2 separate regions of the Danio rerio genome follow, and region 2 is linked to region 1. A link is a contact called in public Hi-C data. All regions are on one chromosome and are shown on one strand. The core of a region is the stretch at or near the end of the contact, and the rest is flanking DNA. Distances in the headings are between cores, read along the strand shown. Region 1 has its middle 68 kb from the start of grifin. Region 2 holds the start of lfng (LFNG O-fucosylpeptide 3-beta-N-acetylglucosaminyltransferase).

The links. Hi-C and Micro-C count contacts between places; a contact is called where the count stands out from the background.
Region 2: a contact with region 1 is called in a Hi-C map of hematopoietic stem cells, with 1.6 times the contacts expected there. The contact joins the promoter of lfng here to the enhancer-like site in region 1. A contact is called at or near these places in 1 of 18 Hi-C or Micro-C datasets (hematopoietic stem cells) and 1 of 4 datasets of contacts at active chromatin or transcription factors (gastrula embryo).

The regions. Positions count from the first base shown.
Region 1 is chr3:40,862,363-40,868,003 of GRCz12tu, reverse strand. No RefSeq gene overlaps it. Among named protein-coding and RNA genes, the nearest start is that of grifin, 68 kb to the right of the region's middle. Within about 2 kb of position 1,868, at least 21 of the 62 cell types and tissues checked have an H3K27ac peak or open chromatin away from gene starts, as enhancers often do. A contact at or near this core is called in gastrula embryo and hematopoietic stem cells, where this site is marked.
Region 2 is chr3:40,937,676-40,942,967 of GRCz12tu, reverse strand. lfng (LFNG O-fucosylpeptide 3-beta-N-acetylglucosaminyltransferase) reads right to left here and starts at 2,292. Exons shown (of 8, transcript NM_130971.2): 1 at 1,762-2,292. The coding sequence starts at 2,175. The region is part of intron 3 of LOC141381264 (a long non-coding RNA gene); the gene reads left to right.

The sequences.
Region 1 (5,641 bases), core at 619-3,118:
ACGATTTTAAAGAAGAGGCGTGGCACCTAACCCCACCCCTAAACCCAACCGTCATTGGGGGATAAGCAAGTCGTACTAAATTGTACGAATTAGATTGTACGAATTCATACGAATTAGCCACTAAATCAAAAAGTTACGAATTGCCGTAAGATTGTGTTGAAGGTGCAGTATGTAAGTTTGACACCCAGTGGTTGAACTAGGTATTGCACTCCGGGATTAAAACAAACTCAAGCGCAGGTTGGCAGATTTAGGACAGTGAGCGAGTGATTTAAACCGTGGTCGTGTTTAGCAATGGCACCTGATAGAAAGAATTTTTTTTTTTCCTAACCAACACCTCAAATTGATATACTGTATTAGAAACAGATTCTCTTTCTCTCAGGTGAAAAACAGAAAACTGACAATGATCACCTCAGGTAAACCTCATGTGTTTTATTCAGTGTTAAATGCTAAAAATGTTTGAATGCCATTTGACAGGACATTTATTGCCATACTACTAAAAACAGCAGCAGATAGTTCACCTCAGATCTTGAAAATGAAATAAACCGTTTGAAATTGAACTTCAGTGCCTTTGCAATAATGCATGATTCAACATCTACATTTAATAATGATAAATATGTTTAGTATGTATTAAGTAGATTATTAACCTTACCATTTCGTGAGTGAGCGCATATTCTGTGCTTCTGAATGGCTGTATTAAAATTTCTGTCATGTTTCGTCTGGTGTAAACAGCCAAATTGCTTATCACTGTATATCTCATCACGAAGCGTGTTGTTAGGACACAAGGTTACAATGTAACCTGCTCACCTAATGTTTACGCTCATAATATTTATATCATTTGATAATTAATCACCTCATGTGGAACTCTGAATCTGTGTCTCATTTTGGAGTCTGCTACTGTCCACCGGATGTCACATTTCGGTCACGGACTCATGCTTTCAGAGCCTTTCTGAATGAATGCATGAAATATGTAGTTTTCCAGTCAAGGCAACCTGGGTGCGGAAATACAATTGACTAAACTGGCACTGGACAGGTTAAATGAACAAAACAAAGACAGGGTTCCAGCACGGAAAACACATTTTCAAAGCAGAATATCTGACTTCAGCATTGTTTTTCAGATAACCAAGAATGTTCACTTAGCATGTTTCTTGAATATCGGCAAACATATTATTGTTATACATAGTGTTGTTATGCTTTAGAGGAGTCAAAAGCTTACATATACCACACATTTAAGTGGATGGATATTGCTTCTTCATTTACTCTCCATAAACCGTTATGGGGTTTTTTCTTCTGTTGAACAATAAAAAAAAGATACTTTGAAGAATGCTGATTGCTGATTCCCATTGACTTCAATATAGAAAAAAACATACTGTGGAGGGATAAGCAACCACTGTTTTTCAAAACATCTTAAGTGTTCAACAGAAGAAAGAAACTCAAGTGAAAGGTGAGTAAATAATTACAGAATTGTACTTTTTGGGTAAACTATCCATTTAAATGGTGCATGTACTTTTGAAAATGTACTAATAGGGGACAACACAGTTCCACAAAAATATTTATTATCATATTCAGATGACTCTTGAAGGAGCATGCAATGCTGAAGACTTGTATAATGAAGCTGAAAATTCAGTAGAAATCATTCCAGCATGCTGTTTTACTTTATTTTGATCATGTAAATGCAGCATTGAGGAGCATAAGACACTTAAGACCGTAATTTAAGACCATATTTCAACTGAATATTATGAAAATACAATTTAGAACTCAGTTTAGACATTCCTGCTACAGCCAAAAAACATCACATACAGCATCCGATCAAGTTACACAGGTGGTTATTAGATAAGATGTAGGTTTTCCCCTTAAATGTCACTAAAATTATTTAGTGAGTCCACCCTTACAGTTACTTTGGATAAAAGCCTCCTTGAAATGGCTATTTAGCTGAAATACTCATTAGCAGAACATTCCAGCTCCTTTTATCTGTTCTGGTTAGTCTCAGATGGCTGCTGCGTGAGGCATTCTCTTTAGAAAGTGGTGTAAATCTTTACTAATTGTCATAGTGATAGCTGCAGGGAGAGTGTGTAAACAGAGCTCTTGTGTGACCCTCTCTGAGAACCCCTGGTTTGGGTGAGATTAGAGCTCTGAGACCCACTTCCTGTCCTGAAGCTCTAACTCAGCAGCTTTATTGTCCATCTGCGAGCAAATCACCTCTCCTTTCTTTCCTTCATTTCCTCCTTGTACATGAGCTCGCTTTCATTTGAATGCATTGTGATTGTTTGTAGTGATTGATTGTCATCTAGTAAAAAAAAAAAAATCATTAATTAATGTTTTAAAAATAACTGAAAAATAGAAAGTTGAGTTCACTTACAATTTTAATACAAGTGATTGCAAATAAATTTTGAGTTTATTAAGCTTCAGTGAACTTTTTCAGTGAACTCATTTTTTTAAGTTGACTGAAAAGGCAAGTATACATTAAAGAATAATTTAACACAACGTCAACCACTGAAGCTTAATAAACTCAACATTTCTTTGCAGCCAGCTGCTTTAAAACTAACTCAGTTTTACAGTGGTAAACGCTCAAATGAAGAAATCTAAATTCCAAGTCTCCTCAACCGATTTTTTTTTTTTACTTTCACTGAATGAACAGTTTTAAACATGCAGTTGAATCTTTTTTTTTATACAACTCTGAGCTCAAAAATATGTCCACCTTACTTACAATTTTAAACTGAGTTAACAATTTGCAAGTTGGATTTCTTACAGTACATTATACAAATCATTATTCTAAGTTGTTAATAGATCAACGATTACTGAAATACATTATACTATTATTATAGTGCTGTGGATACTATAAAGTTGTTTAATTAACGTTGCTCTATACTTTAAAATATGCCAGTATTTTCAATTACATTATTATTTTTCTTATGTTTAAGTGTAACAATGCATATGGTTATTGATGTCGTCAACCATGTGTCTTAAGCTATACCTATGATTAGGTCATACCCAGCTAGCATTATATTTTGGTTATAATAACTTTTCATAACGTTTTATTCTCATGTAATATGTAATGTCTCAGGTCGTTGTTAAAAATTTATTAGAACATTTCATTCACATTATATTAATGTTAAGAGCATATTTTTTCTATAAAGATTGTTACAAAGTAAAATAATTTAAATAACAGTCACACTAATTTTAAGGAACGTTCCAGAATGTTCTGAAATATTGCATATTTCTAGACTAAATATGATTTTTACATGAAATTGATAGCTATGGATGCTAGCGTTTGAATATAATTTTGACATCTTCATGCATGCTGCAGGCATACTTTAATTATCTAAAGTCATTTACAGTAGGGGTCAGTAAGATTTCGAAATGTTTTAAACTGCTCACCAAGGCTGCATTTATTTATTCAAATATACAGTGAAACGTTATTGCACTATAAAATAACTGTTCAAAAGTAGTTTATCGTTCAGTTTAATAATTAATTCCAGTGATTTTAAAGATGATTTTTCAGCTTCATTACTCAGTCACATGATCTTTCAGAAATCACTCTAATAATAATTCATATCAATTCAATTCAGCTTTATTTGTATAGCGCTTTTACAATATAGATTGTGTCAAAGCAGCTTCACATAAATGGTCATAGTAACTGGAACAGTGTAGTTCAGTTTTTAGTGTTTAAGTTCAGTTCAGTTCAGTTTAGCTCAGTTCAGTGTGATTTAAAATCACACTGTTATTGTGATTCAATCACACTGTTATTCAATGATATTGAATAACAATATCAATGTTATTATTCATATTAATATTATTATTAATGGTAATAGTAATAAAAGCAATAATGACTGGAGTAATAATTTCATTTGAAACTTCATACAATAAGTAATAAATATGTATTTAATAAATAAAAAAATTATATTAACAACTATTATTATTTTTTTACATTTAATAAATGTATGCACACGTTGATGAACAGAATACATTTCTTCGAAAAAAAAAAAACTTTTGATCGGTAGTGCATATATGTATATGTATATTAACAATATATAATATAATATATATTGTATATTAACAATAATATAAAAGAAAAAACATTGCTTGTACTTTGTATATGCACACATATGGAAAAAATGGACCAGAGGAATGACATTATTACAATCATTCAGGAGGGGCTGTTTTTTTCTAATAATAAGCAATAATAAAAACACTGATGTCAAATTAAAATACATCAGCTTTTAAAGGATAATTTGCCAAAAAATGTAATTCTGTCATCATTTATTTATCCTCACTTGTTCCAAACCTGTTGGTGTTTCTTTATCTGTTTAACACAAATAAAGATATACTGAAGAATGTTGGGGGAAAAAACAGCTACTATGGATGTCAGTGGCAGCTTTTTTATAAACATTCTTCCGAATATCTTTCTTTGTGTTCAATAGTAGAAAGAAACTCAAAAAAGTTTAGAACCACACAAATGTGAGTAAATGGCGAGGAAATGTCCATTTTTGGGTGAACTATCTTTTTAAAGAGCTCGAGTTTTCAAAGCCTAAGATTTGCAATTTATTTGTATTTCTTTTTATCAGTGCATAATTACATATTAATTTATTTTTAATTGTTACAAATGCTTTTTTTGGTATTAAAAAGTCCAAAAACATGCGGTATAGGTGAGTTAGGTATAAGCTAAATTATTCATAGCGTATGTGTGTGAATGTGTGTGAGTGTGTATGGATGTTTCCCAGTGATGGGTTTCAGCTGGAAGGGTATCTGCTGCATAAAATATTTGCTGGATAAGTTGGCGGTTCATTCTGCTGTGGTGACCCCAGAATAATAAAGGGACTAAGCCGAAAAGAAAATGAATTAATGAATAAATGCTTTTCCAAAGTAAGATATTGTTTGCTTTTCCAGAAAAGCATTGTAAACTTGCTTTAAACCCAAGACAATTCAGCTAAAGTTCATATTTGACTTTTGAGTTTTGAATGTTCTGATTTGCAGTATAAGATAGACACATTGGTATTGCTGTCATGCGTACTTGCACAGCAGCCCTTGAGTACTGCATTAAGATGACAGGAACCGTTTTATCCTTCTGTTTGAGTTCGAGGGCGCTTGTAGATGTTATCGTCTAAAAATAACAGGGAGAGATGTTTGTTTTGACATCAGAAAAGAGCAAGGCTTTGTTTGCTCTCTCAGGCAAGTTTGCCGTGAGTTTGTTTTTCGTGCACGGCAGTAGAGAAAACGTCCCGCTGTCAGCAACAGCAAGGTTTGGCACAAGTTAGACAATGGCATTGAGTTCTGATTACAGACCACAATGAACGCAGAGTTCATAACAAGTAACAACAAGACTGTAAAAGGTGCATCGCAGCTTTATTAGATGTGACTTTAGTGATAGTCGTTTCAGAAAAGTAATTCAACTATAAGCCAGTATATGAACCGCAATACCCCAGTCCTCATTTTATTGTCAGATGAATTTTCATCCTCTGTGTCAGTGGATCCACGGGGATGCTTTGTTTTGACTCTAAATCTTGTTGACGGTGAATATTCGCTGAATAGGCCTTTACTTGGCCAAATATATTAAGAGCTGACAGAACGAGTTACACATCAGCATCTGCTTGTTTCATTCCCAGCACCAAATAATGATCCCGCTGAATGTGAACGGGAGCATCTC
Region 2 (5,292 bases), core at 1,043-3,542, 75 kb before region 1:
AAATAGGTGAGCAGGCTGAAACGATCCTTCTTACACAAATGTCTAACCCCTATTAACATGTTCGCAATATCAGTCACGCATCATCTCACTTGACATATGTGACAAAGTTCCCATGCTGTGGGTCTAACAATGCCTGGCCCAGCGAAACACTTGTCTGGTGCCAGCCATTGTGGCAAGTGGCCAAACAGTACACTGGAGTCCTTGGGATAATCCCCGGCCGTTCAGATGACAATAACTGGGATTTAACAACGTACTCAGGTGTTGCATGGATGAATGTTGAAATAATTTGAGAGCGGCCTTCCATGTCCACATGTTGAGACTCTGAGGGTTTGTATAGCTGGCATTAGAGCCATCTTTTGTTCTTTGAGACCCAGCCACCTGGCACTCATTCTCCAGAAACTCCCCCTTGTATTCTAGGCTGCAGTGGTCTTTTATGTCTGCACTGCTCCCCACCAGCTGCTGCTATTAATCCCTGCTGTTAACTCTCTCTTCTGTGGGTTAACTTCTATCAACTCCTGTACTGAACAAGCTCAGTATTAGTTTTCCAATCTCACCTTGAAGCCTGTAGAGTGGCTGTATCAGTTTAGCTGGACAGCAAAAGACAAATCTGAACTGACTTAATGTGTGCTCACGACATCTGATATGATTTCTTACATTCCACATGCTTTCATATTCTCACAAATGTCACAAACAATGTTCTTTATGCTCGGTTGCGGCAAGAATATAAAAGTGCTGCTATGGCTGAGCCATATTCAAATAGCATTAATAAAACCTACTCGTGTTTAAGGTGTGAAGGAAACTGATTGTGACAGAGCCCCGAGGCAAATTAAACTGACTTTTGTAAAAAAGTATAAGCGACTACTCTAGATGGTGGGTAAAATCACTTTGACTGCTCTGCGCTTGCTGCTGTCAAGGTGCGGAGAGTGCTTTTGTGCTGTCTGCAAAAGAGGCCTATTTCTCAGAGCTGTATTTTCATACTGAGTCAACTCGGCATGTTGCTGAAAAGCCTTTCCTTGCCTATAGATGCTGTCCCTTTGTGCCCCCCAGCATCTCCATAACGAAGACTCTCTTTTCCCACCGCTTGGGTAGCTTGACCCAGCCTCTGCTCCAGATCCCCGGTTCCCATGGAGAGTGGGAGACAAGGGGCTGGCAAAGCTTTTCTTTCCCCCTTCAGAAAGACGCTTTGTTAGCACTGAGAAGGGGACAGCTCTGAAGCTGCTGCTGTGATGCATCCTTAGGCCTGGAGTATTCACGGGGACACCCCAAACAATGGAGCAGGAGGGGAGCAGGGGGGACTTACAGCCACCCTGTGAGCAATACAACCATTGCCACAGACAGCACAGAGAGATTGTGAATCTGTGCATTTTATTTTTGTTTTTTTTAATATTTCAGGAATATATAAATGTATTTGATCACCTAATGACTACAAACATGACATTTTAATGGGTTTGTGATACTGCTTATGCTAAATAAAAACAAAAGTTATGAGCTAAAGTCTTTGTAGCAACACCACTAACCCAGTTGTCTTCAGCACAAAACCATAATTTCCACAGGTTAAGCAACTTTATTTTTAGAAAGAGGGAATAAGTGTTACAAAGAGGCTGTATAAAACAGCAAAGACTAAAATTATTTAAACACTTGAAATGCAAATATGGATAAATTCATAACTAAAACTGTTTTTTCTAACGCACACGATTTTTAAAATACTAAGCAAACCAAAATTTGCAACAAGATTTAGAAACAATATGTAACAGTGTATACCTGTTGCATGTTTCTGGAGATCCAGGTGTCCAGCAGTAGATCCAGTCTGGACCGGTGAAACTTTTTAGTGGTCTTCACTGCGATGAAGATGTCATCCGCGCTGATGTCCTCCGCAGGCGGCGCGTCTGTCGCCGCTCCGGGTGCCTCGCTGGGCTTATCCGCTTCCCTCCTGCTGCGGGTCAGCTTGGAAAAATAGGCAGAGAATCCTTTCTTTGCATTCTGCTCAGGCTGAGCTCCATCATCAGTCTCTGAATCTCCCAGACTCTGGAGAGAGCGCAACCCGACCTCGCTCTCGTTCTGCATCCCGTCCGCCTGAATCCGCTGATGCTGCGAGAGAAACAACAGAAACCCCAGACAGGTGACGGTGGCTCCCGCAAGAGAGACCACGACTTTTCCGCGATATGTTTTCAACATGTTCAATAAACTATGTTTTTTTATATACACAGCATTTATCTAAACCTCCCTCCAAAAGCCTATTCTAAAAAAACAAGCGTGTCATCCGACTGCTGCATAGTAGCGCTGAGAGTCTCCTCATTGTCACTCGGAGGGGCTTTTATAAACTGCCCACAGCTTTGGTTACGCCCAGTGGGCGGGGCGTTGATGGCTATTGTGCTGTGGGAACCGCGGAGAGACTATCAATAGGAGGACGCGTCAAAGGACAGCAGGCGAGGGACAAAGAGGGGGGAGGTGAAGAGCACGAACAGGAGTAAACATTTCCAAAAAAAAAAAAAAAAAAAGCATGCTTTTTAAAACTGTCTGTGTGTTTGTCTGTGCTGTTAACTGGTGTTAATTGCACATTATCAGGAGGAGCAGGGTGTGCAGATTTGTAAATATTTATGCAAAGTATGCTTCAAATGTTTTAGATGGACAAGACGATTTGTTGTCAAAATGTTTTATCCCTCTAAAACTAACCACGGCTGTCTGTAAAAATAGCACAAATTTTTATTCACTGTAACAAAATCCATATGTTTCTACACAAAATGCATATAATATTTAACTTTAAATATATATTTATAAATTTAATAAACACTCTGAAACTAAAAAAAGCGTTTATTGCTCTTCTAAAATATAGCATTGTGTTTAATCCACCTTTAAACATACTTTTTTTAATTTCTGTCATTATTTATTCAGTATAGAAAAAAGAACAATTAAATGCATGCTATTTTAAAGTATTTTTTTTTTCAAGCAATGCAGATTTTCCATCATCATTATATGTATATATAATATATAATATATATAATATATATTATATATATATATAATAACAAAATGTTATGTTTTCCTTTGCCTGCTTCTGGGTGAAATTTGACTGGGACATGTTTTCATATGTGTAAAAAACACTGCTACTGAACAAAATCTGCAGACATCACACCAAGTACCAGCCATTTTTAAATGTCAACATTCACATCAGGCTCACTATAATGGCGCGCTCCAGTCAATCCTCGGCAGCTGACCTTGTGGGGCCTTCAAACAACCGCGTGTTCCTTGTGCTTACTTAAAAATGGCGCCTCTTCTGCAATGAAGAGCCTGTAGAGCTGGGAGCACGACCCTGGCCGTGACTTCCAGCTGACAGCTCAGCAACTGCTGGTGACAGACTTAAACACTTTAGATCCTACTTCTAACCCTCTCAACAGCTTACTTGCAAAGCATGCCACAGCCAGACACTACAAGTAAGCCCCCACTGTTCAGACTGAACAGCTGAGAAGTTCTTAATATTTCTGTAAAAGAGGTCATTAACATATCATCAAGTATATAACAAGAAGTTTTACTTTACTCTTTAAGATGGTTCAAGACAAAGTGTGTAGGTTCAATATTGTCTCTTGACAGGCAGCATCTTTTGTTAACGTTCATCGTTTTTTTTTTCTTTATCAAATGTTTTTTTTTCACTTTTTCCACATTTATTTATGTTACAGCCTTATTCCAAAATGGATTAAATTCATTTATTTCCTTAATATTCTACACACAATAACCCATAATGACAATGTGAAAAAAAAGATTTTTTGAAATTGTTGCAAATTTATTGAAAATAAAAAACCTGAAAATTCGCGTATATAAGTATTCACAGCCTTTGCTCAGTACTTTGTTAATGCACCTTTGGCAACAATTACAGCCTTAAGTCTTTTTGAATATGATGCCACAAGCTTGACACACTTGTCTTTGGGAATTTTTGCCCATTCCTCTTTGCAGTACCTCTCAAGCTCTGTCAGGTTGGATGGGAAGGGACTGTGTACAGCCATTTTCAGATCTCTCCAGAAATGCTCAATAGGATTTAGGTCTGGACTCTGGCTGGGCCACTCAAGGGCATTCACAGAGTTGTTGTGAAGCCACTCTACTGATATTTTGGTATGTGCTTTTGGGTCATGCCTGGTTTGTGCTTTGACATGCACTGTCAACCCTGGGACCTTATATAGACAGGTGTATGCTTTTTCAAATCATGTCCAATCAACTGAATTTACCACAGGTGAACTCCAATTAAGCTGCTGAAACATCTCAAGAATGATCAGTGGAAACAGAATGTACCTGAGCTCAATTTAGAGCTTCACAGCAAAGGCTGTCAATACTTCTATACATGTGATTTTTCAGCTTTTTTATTTTTAATACATTTGCAACAATTTCAAAAAAATATTTTTTCACATTGTCATTATGGGGTATTGTGTGTAGAATTTTGAGGAAATAAATGAATTTTATTCATTTTGAAATAAGGCTGTTACATAAAAAAGCTATGAATACTTTCTTGATGCACTCTAAGTAACACTCAAGAAAAAGTGACTTGGAAGATATCATTAAAAACGCAAAATCTGAAGCATATGGCGCAAAAGCATTAGGGTGTGTCTGAATGTCCTTTTGCTAATTTAAGGACGAAAAATTATGGTTTGTACCCCAGCACATGGTCTAACAGGGTTGTTCTTATTCTCTTAATGAGCTAGGGGTAGGGCCAGACGGAATCTGCTGACATTTTTGCTATTTCTGCGCAGAATTTTGTTAAAAATCTGCGGATTTATGTAGAATGATTTTGGGAGTATTGTAACTAAAACCCTAATATATGCAATAAAAGTAATACCTTTTTAACTTGTCAAAATGCAAATCCAATTAGATTCACTTTATTTGGTAAACAAAGCAAGTCTCTAATATAATATATCTACTAAAAGACAGAAAATATTACTTTAAAACTTTATTGTAAATAAATCATATAAATTTTTTCAAATTAGTCAATAATGTTGCTAAAATTAATTAAAAAATGGAATAAATATAAATTTATAAACATTTACACAAATAAATAAACAGAATCAATGATGAGTTTAAAATCTGTGAAATTCTGTGCGCGCAGATTCAGTGTAGGCTTTAGGGGTGTGTTTTGAGCGTATATGCAATAAACCAATAGGCGTCTCATCTCACATTCCCTTTAGGAGTCAGTTGAGTCGCACCATGGCGCATTTGCTATTAACAAGTAAAAAACTAAATGCTTCACTAGCAAGAAAACAGTTAAGCAGACTATTTGTCTAATAGGATAAAGACTGAGCCTGCTCCATT